Linked DNA regions of Mus musculus: all the other regions are linked to region 2. A link is a contact called in public promoter capture Hi-C data. All regions are on one chromosome and are shown on one strand. The core of a region is the stretch at or near the end of the contact, and the rest is flanking DNA. Distances in the headings are between cores, read along the strand shown. Region 1 holds the start of Nek2 (NIMA (never in mitosis gene a)-related expressed kinase 2). Region 2 holds the start of A730013G03Rik (RIKEN cDNA A730013G03 gene). Region 3 holds the start of Atf3 (activating transcription factor 3).

Region 1 (3,568 bases), core at 905-3,404, 1.0 Mb after region 2:
GCCAGAACTACAGTGAAACTCTGGGAAATGGGGGACACTGAAGATGGCTTAGTGGTTAACAGCACTTGTTGCTCTTACAGAAGACTTGGATATGGTTTCCAGTCTCTCAATCCATCCATAACTCTAGCTCCAAAGAGTCCAATGCTGTCTTCTGACCCCCTTGGGCATTTGGCACACAGGTGGCACACTTACATACATGTAGACCAAACACCCATACACATAAATAAGTCCTTAGTTCTCTTTTTCTTTTGAAAGCTCTAGTTGAATACAGAGAACTGTTTGCCAGGAAGTCTCTTTGAAAACAAATCTAGGAGGGGTCAGCGATTAAGCACCTGCTGCTCTTCCCGGGGGTCCTGAGTTCAAGTTCCAGCATCTGGTCAGACGGCTCACAGTTGCCTGGAACCCTGAGCGTGAGTGTGTGGGATAGGGTAAGTCCACTCCCTCTTCTGGTCTCACCATACACATAGCACTCACTCACAAGACACATATACTATATATACATAAATAATAAACATTTTTAAATACATAATACATATAAAAGACTTTGGGGTGTAACTCAAATGCCTGAGGGCCTAGGTTCAATCCCCAACATTAGGGGAACAAAGTCAAACTCAAACTTAAATTGTATTGTGAATTCTGAGCTACTGGATTTACTAGCAACCCAAGCCTCAGTTCTTTGCATCTGAATGCTTCACCTAAGATATTAAAAAGTTGAATTCTAGGCCAGGTGTGGTAGCTCACACCCTTATTCCCGGCATTTGGGAGGCAGAGGCAGGAGAATCACTTTGAGTTCAAGGACAGCCTGGTCTACAAAGTGAGTTCCAGGACAGTCAGGGCTACACAGAGAAATCCTGTCTCAGGGAAAAAAAAAAAGTTGAATTCTAAAATACTCACAGGAGACATGTAATAGGGTGTGCCAACAAACGTTTTTGCAAAACTCGTGTCGTGATTTAATATTCTAGCTAGTCCAAAGTCCCCCAGCTTGACATTGTGTTTGCTGTCCAGGAAGACATTGGCTGGCTTCAGGTCCCGGTGAAGCACAGTGTGGCCACCATCGCTCCTTCTGTGACACTCTTTCAGGGCCAGCGTCAACTGAGTCATCACTCGAAGGACAAACTCTTCCTCCAAGTACTGTCTGGAGAAAAAGCACATTTCACAACCCTGAATAAAAGCCATCTTCAATCTGGGGCAAGTCATTCAGAGCGTACAAACATGGAAGTTAATTATTATTAGATACGAACCGTGGGGCTCTTTCACCTTACCTATCCTTGGTCCCCTTTGAAATGACACTAGCCAGGTCCCCTCCCTCACAGTATTCCATTACGATGTACAGGGTTGTGTTGGTTCGGTCAATAATGCGATCATAGTAACTGACGATGTTTGGATGTTTCAGCTCCCGAAGCAAGTTCACTTCAGACACAAGCATCTGCTTCTCCACCTCCGTCATGGAGCCATAGTCAAGCTCTTTCCACACCAGGATCTGAAATACAACATTTCCAAGGTGTGAGACAAAGGGTGAAATTTCCAAAGTTGAAAAACAAAACACTAACAACTCAATGGGTGTGTCAGTGAGGGAGTCGAGACCGGGTTAATTTAGTGGGAAGACCCACCCGAAATGTGGGCGGTACCATCCCCAGCGCTTGAGTCCGGGACGGCGTGTGGCGCAGCGGCGAAGCAGGTCACGTGAGCTCGTCTTTCTGCTCGCCGCGGATTCGCGCCTCCACCGGTTCCCAGCCGCGGCTGCCCGCTCCACGAGCCCGTCCCTTCTTAGGAGGCTACAGCCCGGTCCTTCACGAGAGTTCAGGTGGCCGCCCTGCCCCTCCCCAGCGTGGGCGACGCTTGCTTCTCCCTAAGCCCGCCGTGGAAGGGCTGCCCGGCGCCTCACCTTGCCGTCGCTCTTCCTCCGAATCTTCTGACAGCGGCCGTAGGAGCCGGTGCCGATGCTGTGCAGCACCTCGTAGTCCTCCACCCGGGACGGCATGGCGAGCGGCCACCCTGGCAACCACACCACCGCGCCGCTCGGAGCCCAGGCTCGCCCGCTGCAGGCCAACCGCGCCGAAACCCGAGCCCCTCGTCTGCCTGCCTGAGTCGGCGAGCAACCGGCCACCGGGTCAACCGTCGCGGGCTTCGGCCTCGCATTCTATTGGTCCACAGCGAAGGTGCATCTCAACTCTGATTGGCTGAGAAAACACAACACTGCTAGGCATCCTGGGAAAATGCGTGTCGCTAGGCAACCGCGTCGGCGTTGGTGTCTGCGTCTAGCTGCTCTACGGAATACGAGCCGCGCCGAAAACCCCTGGGATTTGGGATCGCAAAGCCTGTTGGGGCCTCGGTAATTCCATTCCTTGGCTGAAGTCGCTATGGTAACGGATGTCCGAGGCTCTGGACTGGAGACACTGGCCTTTTGACCTTTCCACTTTGACCCCACCCTTTTCCGACTCCTCTGCACTCGGGTCCTGAACCTAAGCCCTTGTGTGTTGAGGATTTGATGACCCTGAGGGTGCGGTGAGTGCACCGAGCACTTTATAGTCCTCACACCTAGAGAGCCAGAATCCCTGTTCCAGCCCGGCTTGGTGGCGCGCTCAGGCAGATCTCTGTGAGCTTGAGGACATCCAGAGCTTTGTAGAGGGTCCCTGCCTTACCCCCACCCGCGAGAAAGACACCCCACGCCCAGAGAGAGAGAGAGACAGAGAGAGAGAAACTAGGCCCAACTGCCCAGAAGAGAACTAATTAAAAAATAATAAGAATAAAGGATATTCATAGTAATAACGCAGAGTTGACATGTGTTTTCTGAGCACAGTTAGCATAGTCTAGATCTCTGAACATTAAACTGAGAGACCTGTTGAACATAGAAACGTATCCAAAGCTTAGGGACTGAGTATGGAAGCATTCAGAACAGAGTCACCACACTGCCAAATTGTACTTCTAAGACATCTACCAAAAAAGTGTGTTAGGAAAAAAAAAAAAAAAAAGGTGTTCCCTAATAGCCAATCCGGGAGCTGCATGCAGTTTGCTGACTTGAGCTCACATAGCCAGTGACATGGCCCCGCTTTGACTTGGGGAAGGGGAGCTAAAGGCTTCCATCCAGAGCAGGTGGGGGGTAATGTGCATTACCAGAAAGCTAATAATCTGCTGCATAAATGGGTCATTGTTCTTAAAATATCTGTTCATGCTGTGATTGAAAAAGAACCCAATGTCCTATTAATAAGAATTAGAAGCCTCCTTATGTTAAAAATAAATGTATTTTGTGCGCTGAATTTAGTATAAGCTAATTGGAATTGCCAGCCAGGAGAACTTTTAAATTAGCATTCAAGGACATTGTCACACCTCAAAGGGGTAGGATTAATTTAGGTCTCAGAAATTATATAAGGAGCTACAAATGCCTGAGGTCATTTATATGGTGTGTGTGTGTCATATGTGATGTGTGTGGTATGTTTGTGTGTGTGTCGTATGTGATATGTGTGGTATGTTTGTGTGTGTGTGTCGTATGTAATGTGTGTAGTATGTTGTGTGTGTGTGTGCTGTGTGTGTTGTTTATGATGTGTAGAGTGTTGTATGTGATATGTGT
Region 2 (3,644 bases), core at 1,044-3,543:
TCTCCTAACTCATCAGTCATCGTACAATTTCCAAAGTTCAGGTTGGTTGTGTTACCACAGTGAATGGTTAGTTCCTTTAGACATAGTCTTTATTCAGGGGAAGAAAATTCCCACCAAAATATGGTGCTAAGTTAAACTCTTTAGATGATTTAAGCCCAGTCCTCCTGTGTGCCTGTAACTCACAGGAGAGATGAAAGCAGCATTTGAAACAGAACTCCGAGACCCCACCCTATGACGAAGGAACTAGGGTATTTTCTGCACTGTTTTTATTGTCATTTATTTTTGTTTTTCTTTTTGAGACAGTCATTGTGGCCCAGACTGGAACTCAGTGTGTACCTGAGAATGGCCTTGAACTTCTGATCCTCCCATCTCTACGTCTCCTGGAATTACAGACATGTACTGCTACACCTGGTTATGGTTTATATCATGCCGGGACCAAACCCAGGGGTTTACACATGCCAGGCAAGCACTCTGCCAATTGAGCTACACCACAACACCATGGTTTCCACTTCTAAGAGGGAAGTTTTGATAGCAGATCATATGGTTGGTGTTCCTTATTTCAGAGTCTCATCCTTTTTTGGGCGTGTCATCTTTAAACTCAGCCCAACTGATGACTTCAGGATAGTGGTATGCCATTCAAAAAATCACATTTCACCTCTTTGTTTCTCAGCTGAATAATTTTCCCTAGGTGAGGCATACCTCTCTTGGGGCTTGATGATTGGTAGGGCTTGAGAGCAAAAAAACAGAGGCCCTGTAACTGGAGGGAACTGGGAAAGCAACCACCGGAGTTTAATGCTGGAGTCTCCAGTGCTACATCACGGTAACCCTGGGACGTCTCAGAATCAAGAGAGATCTCCCGCTGTACCACCAGCCCCAGGAATGAGACTCTAGGAATACCTGCAATTTGTATCCACTGAGAGTCATGGAGGAGCCAGAACACCAGTCAGTCAGTGGCAGGTTTTCCCAGAGAGTCCTAGAGATATGCCTGTCTATCAACAAGCCAAGGAAACGATTCCTCCCAGGAATCGTCCAGCTTGTTGAACCAGTGGGTTTCTTGGAGTAACCTTACAGGCCCATAGGTGGTTCAGGAAGACCTCTGACTAAATGTTGCACCTTGTCAACCTTCTACCTCTTGGCCACTTTGGCACACCTGGAGGCTATGTGCATCTGGGGGCCAAGGGTGACTGGAGTCTCAGATGAGGGTCTGCTGTCTTTTCCTTCCTTGTGTGGCTCCTAAGGGTGACCGAAGCCAGTGATTGAGGATGCCAGATAAAGGAAACTCTTAGCTTGCCCAGGGACACCAGGCTGGCCAGCTCCAAACTCTTGCTTCTCACAGTTTGAAAAACCAACAGCTGAAGGAAAAAAAGATCTATTTTTCCATGGCTATAATTCAAACCAGTAAGAGCCTGCAGGCAGCCTGACCTTCACTGGCTTTAGACAAGATGGCTATACACAATGAGGGTGGCATGGGTCGCTGTTGGAAATTGTCACTGAAGAATCCTAAAGCAACCCCGATCATTTGTCCATGTGAGTGTTTCTTGACATGGAAGTTGTAAGAATTCATTCACAATTCCAGTTATTATTATTATTATTACTACTACTACTACTACTATTTTTTTGTTTTGTTTTGAGACAGGGTTTCTCTGTGTAGCCCTGGCCATCCTAGAACTCACTCTGTGGACCAAGCTGGCCTCGAACTCAGAAATCCGCCTGCCTCTGCCTCCCAAGTGCTGGGATTAAAGGCGTGCGCCATCACTGCCCGGCTTACAACTCCAGTTATTATAGATCTAAGCTTAACTCAGTCATTCTAGTATCGTTTAATCTGTTCTCCCCACCAAGTGTGTAGGGGGAGGGGGGAAGGGTGCGCGCGCGCCTGCACGCGCTCGCACTGCCCATGACTGTTCTCCTATCCTGGAACTACATTCCTGCAGGCAGATTTGCTCCCCAGCTCAATACATTACCCCATCCACTCCCAGCCCATTAGCCCTGCACACCCGGAGCCAGCCAGGCATGTAGCGCTGCTGCTCCCGGCACAAAAGTCCTTCGCCTCTCCGCACCATGCAGGCGGGGACCCTGAGCCTCTTCCTCATGTTTATGCGTAATAAAAAAAAGCCCGCGTTCCCTCTGCAGCTTTATGAAGACAGTCCTTGCAGCTGTGACTGTAACTGGATTTTTTTCTTACCAGCTAAGATTATGGTCCCATAACCCAATTAGTGTCATTTGGTGGTGGTCCAAGTGCCTCTCCTGCCCGGGTTTTAATTTGGGGATCCCCGGAGGCTGCACTCCACATCTGTAGCGGGCCTGCTCCTTCTCTCCCGGTATTTACTCGAGGTTTATGGCGGGATTAGCTGTGTGGTCTGGAAGCGGCTGTCCTCTTTCATCCTCACGGGTCTGGAGCCGCCCAGAAGCCTTTTACTTTCCATCCAGCCCTGGCACCTAGAGGGCAGGCAGTCCCGGCGACTGGAAAGCATCAGAGCTCGCTCCGCAGGCCTCAGAAGCGCGGTTTCGCCGGCATGGGGGGAGGTGCTGCTCGCCCCGCAGCGTTCACTCAGCGGGACTAGCCCGCCCCATCCACATAGGGTGCACGGTCCTCCCCGCCCCCACTCACGGGCTGGCGAGGGCTGGCGGGGCTCCGGGCGCCCATTGTGCAGGCAGCTGGCACCAGCTGGGAAGGGAATTAACATAACAAAGAGCCGGAGCGAGCGCCGCGCGGCCGGGCGGGGGCTCTGCAGAGCGCCCGGGGCTGGAGGAGCGCGCGGTCGCCGGCTGTCGTGCACCGGGGCAGCAGGCCTCGCGAGGCACAGACAGTGGGTGCAGGCGTATGTCGGTGACGCCGTGTGCATGTGCGTGCATGCGGGTGCGCGCCTGCCTGGGACTGCGTCCCCAGGCCTGGGATGCTGATGCCCCTGCCTCAGTTCACCTGCAGAGGTTGGGCACTCACGCGCTCAGCATCCTAGCGTCCAGATTGGCCTTCTTTGAAACCACAGTCCTTTTAACTTTCATCGCCTGTTCTCAGCCGGGTCCACACCTCGGAACTACCAGGGGAACTTTCCCCGGGCCAGGCCTCACTCTATACTCCAGACCTTTTTGGCTTGGCCTAGGCCTCCAACAGTTGACAGAAGCGTCAGCACTGGTTCTATCTGTCCCGGGCTGGACACCCCAGGGCGCGCCCTGACCCCGACCAAGGACCAGAGCGAGAGGCCAGGGCCCTACCGGGAGCCCTCGAGTTTGAGGCTTTAGAGCTTGGCCTTCGTCTCCCCTGGCTCAGAGGGTCAAGGACACATTCCTGCTTAATGCTTCTGTTGCAAGCTTTCGACTGGACAGCCTCACCTCGCTTATTGCTAAAAGCCCATGGGAAGAAAGATGGGAAAGCTCAACTGAACTATAGGCAGACAGATGGATAGACAGATAAAAAACAAATCGCTGTGTTTAGACTACTGCCAGGCCTCCGAGGCCCCTGGAGGTCTCCTGTGGGGACTGTAAAAGGAAGTCAAGGCTCAGCAGGACCCGCAACTCGCAACTCGAAAAGCGGACAGGGCCCAGATACGCTCGGCCCCTTGCGCTCTACCTCGGTGACCCCCTCTTCGCGTGTCCCGGTCCCCTCCAAATCCCATCTTGCCATGGGGTTTGGACAAAAGGGCGAG
Region 3 (3,554 bases), core at 514-3,013, 1.7 Mb after region 2:
AGGGTGGGGCCCCGAGAGCCGTTTCCAAGGCAAAACCCAAAGCAAAACATTAGCCTGGCGCTTCCCGCGCGATGCTGCTGTAATCCCGTCAGATCCTGGCAGGATCTGAGAGGATCCCGGGGATGGAACCACCCTAGGCCTCCCGGGCCAGCAAGGACCGAGAGACTCCGGGGGCCTCGATGGAGGGCAGAGGCCTGTGAAGGGCGAGACTCTGCCTTGGACTTGAGGAACCCGGGTGCAGAGAACTTGATTTTGCCCGAAATGTCTGTCTCTGGGGCCATCAGTTGCTTACGGTTGTACTACCGTCGGCGACCTTTCCTCAGGACCGTAACAGTCCGGGTGGTAGGTGCTATGGAGGCAGCGGCACCGGTCAGTTCTGCTTCACACCCCAAACTACCTCCCTGTGACCTTCTGATCGCCTTCCTCTCAAAGGCGGGCGTTAGCAGGTGCCTCTGTCTTTACACCTCAGCGTCCTGCCCCACATGTGCCCGCCAAAGTCTGCCAGGCAGGTGTGCGATTCCTGGGCCGCAGTCTGTGCACGTGTAACCCTTGATGAGCTATGGAGTCCCGCTCAGGGTCTTGCGCTCAGCTCAGACCCTCGGAATTACTGGGTCAGAACCGGGAAACTAATTTCAAGTTTCAAACCCAGGTCTGCTGAGGCTTTGGCCTGAAATCGAGTCCTTTGCCCAGCCTTTCCCGCCACCAGATTTGAGTACAAGAGGGCTCGGTGTTCCGGCTTTAAGCGGTGCGCGTTCAGTCCCGGCCACCGTATCCCTAGAGCCCTCTGTTCCTGCAGACAGACACTCGAAACCTGGAGCCGGTTTTTCTTTCCTGATATCCAGGCGGACCCCCACCCCCGCCCAAACCGGGAGCGTAGAGATCAAAGCGTCCTCTTTCCCAGACTAGCCGAGCCGCCTTTTTCCAGCCCTTTCTTATCCCTGCGCTAGGTGGCTCTGATCTCTCCAAATCTTTCCTCTTTCTACGCTCTTGCTTTCGTGGAGAATTCCCTGTTCATTTAAAAACGTTTTGTGGTTGTTATTAAAAATAAAAACAACAACCGAACTGACCGCGTCCGGTCACTAGCACTTCGGGTTCCTAGCGAGTTCGGGGGCCGTGGGCGTGGGAGCACGAGGCTGCCGAATGTCTACGTTAACCCACAGCTGCTAGCTGGGTCCCCGGCAGAGGAGGTCACAGTGGCGGGTAACGGTGTGGATTCATCGGAGTGTAACTTTGGGCACCTCCTTCACGCGGGAGATTGTCACCGCTATCCCTTCCCCGCCCCCTCCTTAGGCTAGGCCGCTGGTCAAAGAAGGCACATTTTCCTGAAGTTTTAGAAAAATGACCACACATTTTAGAGAAAGGTCGTGCCCGCTTCCCAGCCTCACCTAGTCTGGGCCACTGCCAGGATCCGCCTCCCAGCACCACCACCCCCCCTTCCCCAACCTAGCGGAGGGAGAGATGCCAGGGCGGTGGAGTCATGCCGCTGGCTTGGGCACCATTGGCTCATGCCTGGAACACGCAGCGGCGAATACGCACATCTGGCGGTGCGCCCGGGCGGCTCCCAGCCTGATAAGGAGATAGAGGGCGGGCGGGTGTGTGTGTCCCGGGCGTGCGAGGAACGCAGGACGCGCCGTGACCGCCCCTTCTCGCACTTGCATCACCAAGTCCGCGGTCTCCACCCACCTTTTGCCCCGCCCCCGTCCCTCCTTCACCCCTCCTCTGGCCAGTTCTCCCTGGAAGCTATTAATAGCATTACGTCAGCCTGGGATTGGTAACCTGGAGTTAAGCGGGCTCCCTGCCAACGCGAGGGCTTTAAAAGGGGTGATGCAACGCGCTCCCAGCCACAGTCTCACTCAGCGAGACGCCGCGCACGGTGCTTCCCCAGTGGAGCCAATCGGCTAACCCGCGCTCCGGCAGAGTCCTTGGCGCTCGCCCGCCGGCGGGACAGACCACCCGCCTCTGGCCGCTCTCTGGACCCTGGCCGCCCCGAGCGAAGACTGGAGGTGAGTTAGAGCCACACCGAGGAGCGCTGCCCTCCTCACCCTAAGTTCCCCTCTGGTGACCAGTCCCGGGACCCTTGCGCCACCGGAGACTGAAGCCCTAGTGTCCGTGCCACAGTCGCTCGGCTGAGCCGCTCTTTGCCGCTGCCGTTCTTAGCTGGTAAAAAGTTTCTGGTAAAGTGAAAGAACGAACTTTCTCTTTTGACTCGAGGCGTGAAAGATGCCCAGGGACGGAGGAGTTGCGCTCTCAGTTTGCAACTAGGAGAGGTCGTCTGGGTGGAAGGTGGGTGCTGGTGCGCGGAGGTGACTCACACTCTGGCGATCGGGGTCCCCTCTTCCATCCATCACTTCTTGTCCCGGACCCTGGACTCGGAGCGGGTCCCTCCTAAGTCCGCGTAGAGGCGCAGTGGCCGCGGCTTGTTGAAGCGCTGCTCCCGGTATCGAGCTAAATGAATGAAGACCGGACGCTCGAACGGAGGTCCGGCACAGCCGCTGGAGGTCGCCTTGCGCTCCCCGGAGCAGAGATCTGGGCAGCATGACCGCGTAGAGCGCTGTGAGCGAAAGTGTGTTAGGATAAGTTTGGAGGCGGCGAGCCCTGGTGTGGCGCTGTCCCGGGGCTGAAGGCCGAGAGGTCTCCGCACCAGCTAACTTCGGACCGCTAGGTTTGAGACGTCACTTCCAGCCTCACTCGCTGTTGTGACTTGCTGTGCTCTGGCTGACTTTTAACCGGCCCTTGAGTTTCTTTATGTATTGGAAGGGAAGCGAAGGAATCGGATCAAGCGGGTGGAGGGACCAGGGTGTGGAACCACTTGTACTTGGGGGGGGGGGCGTGCGGGGGGGGGGTTGTTTGTATTCTCGTGACAGAGTCTCACTCTGTAATCCAGACTGCCCATAAAAACTCCGGCCAATCCTCCTGCCTCAGCCTCCCAAGTGCTGAAATTACAGGCCCACACGCCCAGCACCTTTCTGTGCGCTGTGTGCTTCAGATAGCCAGCTTTTGACAGATTTGTTTCTAGACTAAAATAATTAAAGTAAAAGGAGCCAGGGAGGGATGTTCAGTGTGGAGGCTCCCCCACCCAGCGTTCCTAGCCGGTCTCTGAGACAGGACAGGAAAGGGGGCCTCTCTTACATCTCTGTCTCCTAGCTCTCTCCCGTTGGATTGATTCCCTGCTTCGACCCCATGCTCATTTTCAACTCCCATTTCTGTATTTTCCTCTTAGCCATTTTATTTGATTTAATCATGTAGCTCACGAGCTTTCTTATAAATTAAAGGAGTTGCCAAGCCCGATTATTTAAAAGGTTTATTCTCCCCTCCTGTTGTTCCACTCTTTTGAGACAAAGTCTCCCTATGTAACTGGGGCTTGCTTTAAACTTATGGCAGTCTTCTAGCCTCGGTCCCCAAGTGCTGAGATTACAGGCATGTGTCACCAAGAAGGGAGCACATGTTTTGCATGTTGCATTTGTTATGGGATAATGTTACCACATACAGGCTCTTGCTTGGAGCGGGTGGGGCTGGGGTGGGGGTTGCTGTTGCTTCTATCAAGAGGTTTCAGA

The links. Promoter capture Hi-C pulls out the DNA fragments that hold promoters and counts their contacts.
Region 1: a contact with region 2 is called in a promoter capture Hi-C map of embryonic stem cells, with 2.9 times the contacts expected there. The contact joins the promoter of Nek2 here to the promoter of A730013G03Rik in region 2. A contact is called at or near these places in 3 of 39 promoter capture datasets (embryonic stem cells, liver and pre-B cells).
Region 3: a promoter capture Hi-C map of pre-B cells shows a contact between it and region 2, with 4 times the contacts expected there. The contact joins the promoter of Atf3 here to the promoter of A730013G03Rik in region 2. A contact is called at or near these places in 2 of 39 promoter capture datasets (cranial neural crest and pre-B cells).

What each region holds. Positions count from the first base shown.
Region 1 is chr1:191,820,059-191,823,626 of GRCm38.p6, reverse strand. Nek2 (NIMA (never in mitosis gene a)-related expressed kinase 2) reads right to left here and starts at 2,154. Exons shown (of 8, transcript NM_010892.3): 1 at 1,886-2,154; 2 at 1,263-1,480; 3 at 895-1,135. The coding sequence starts at 1,981.
Region 2 is chr1:192,833,862-192,837,505 of GRCm38.p6, reverse strand. A730013G03Rik (RIKEN cDNA A730013G03 gene) reads left to right here and starts at 2,293. Exons shown (of 1, transcript NR_155503.1): 1 at 2,293-3,644.
Region 3 is chr1:191,181,542-191,185,095 of GRCm38.p6, reverse strand. It overlaps Atf3 (activating transcription factor 3), which reads left to right and starts at 1,763. Exons shown (of 4, transcript NM_007498.3): 1 at 1,763-2,003.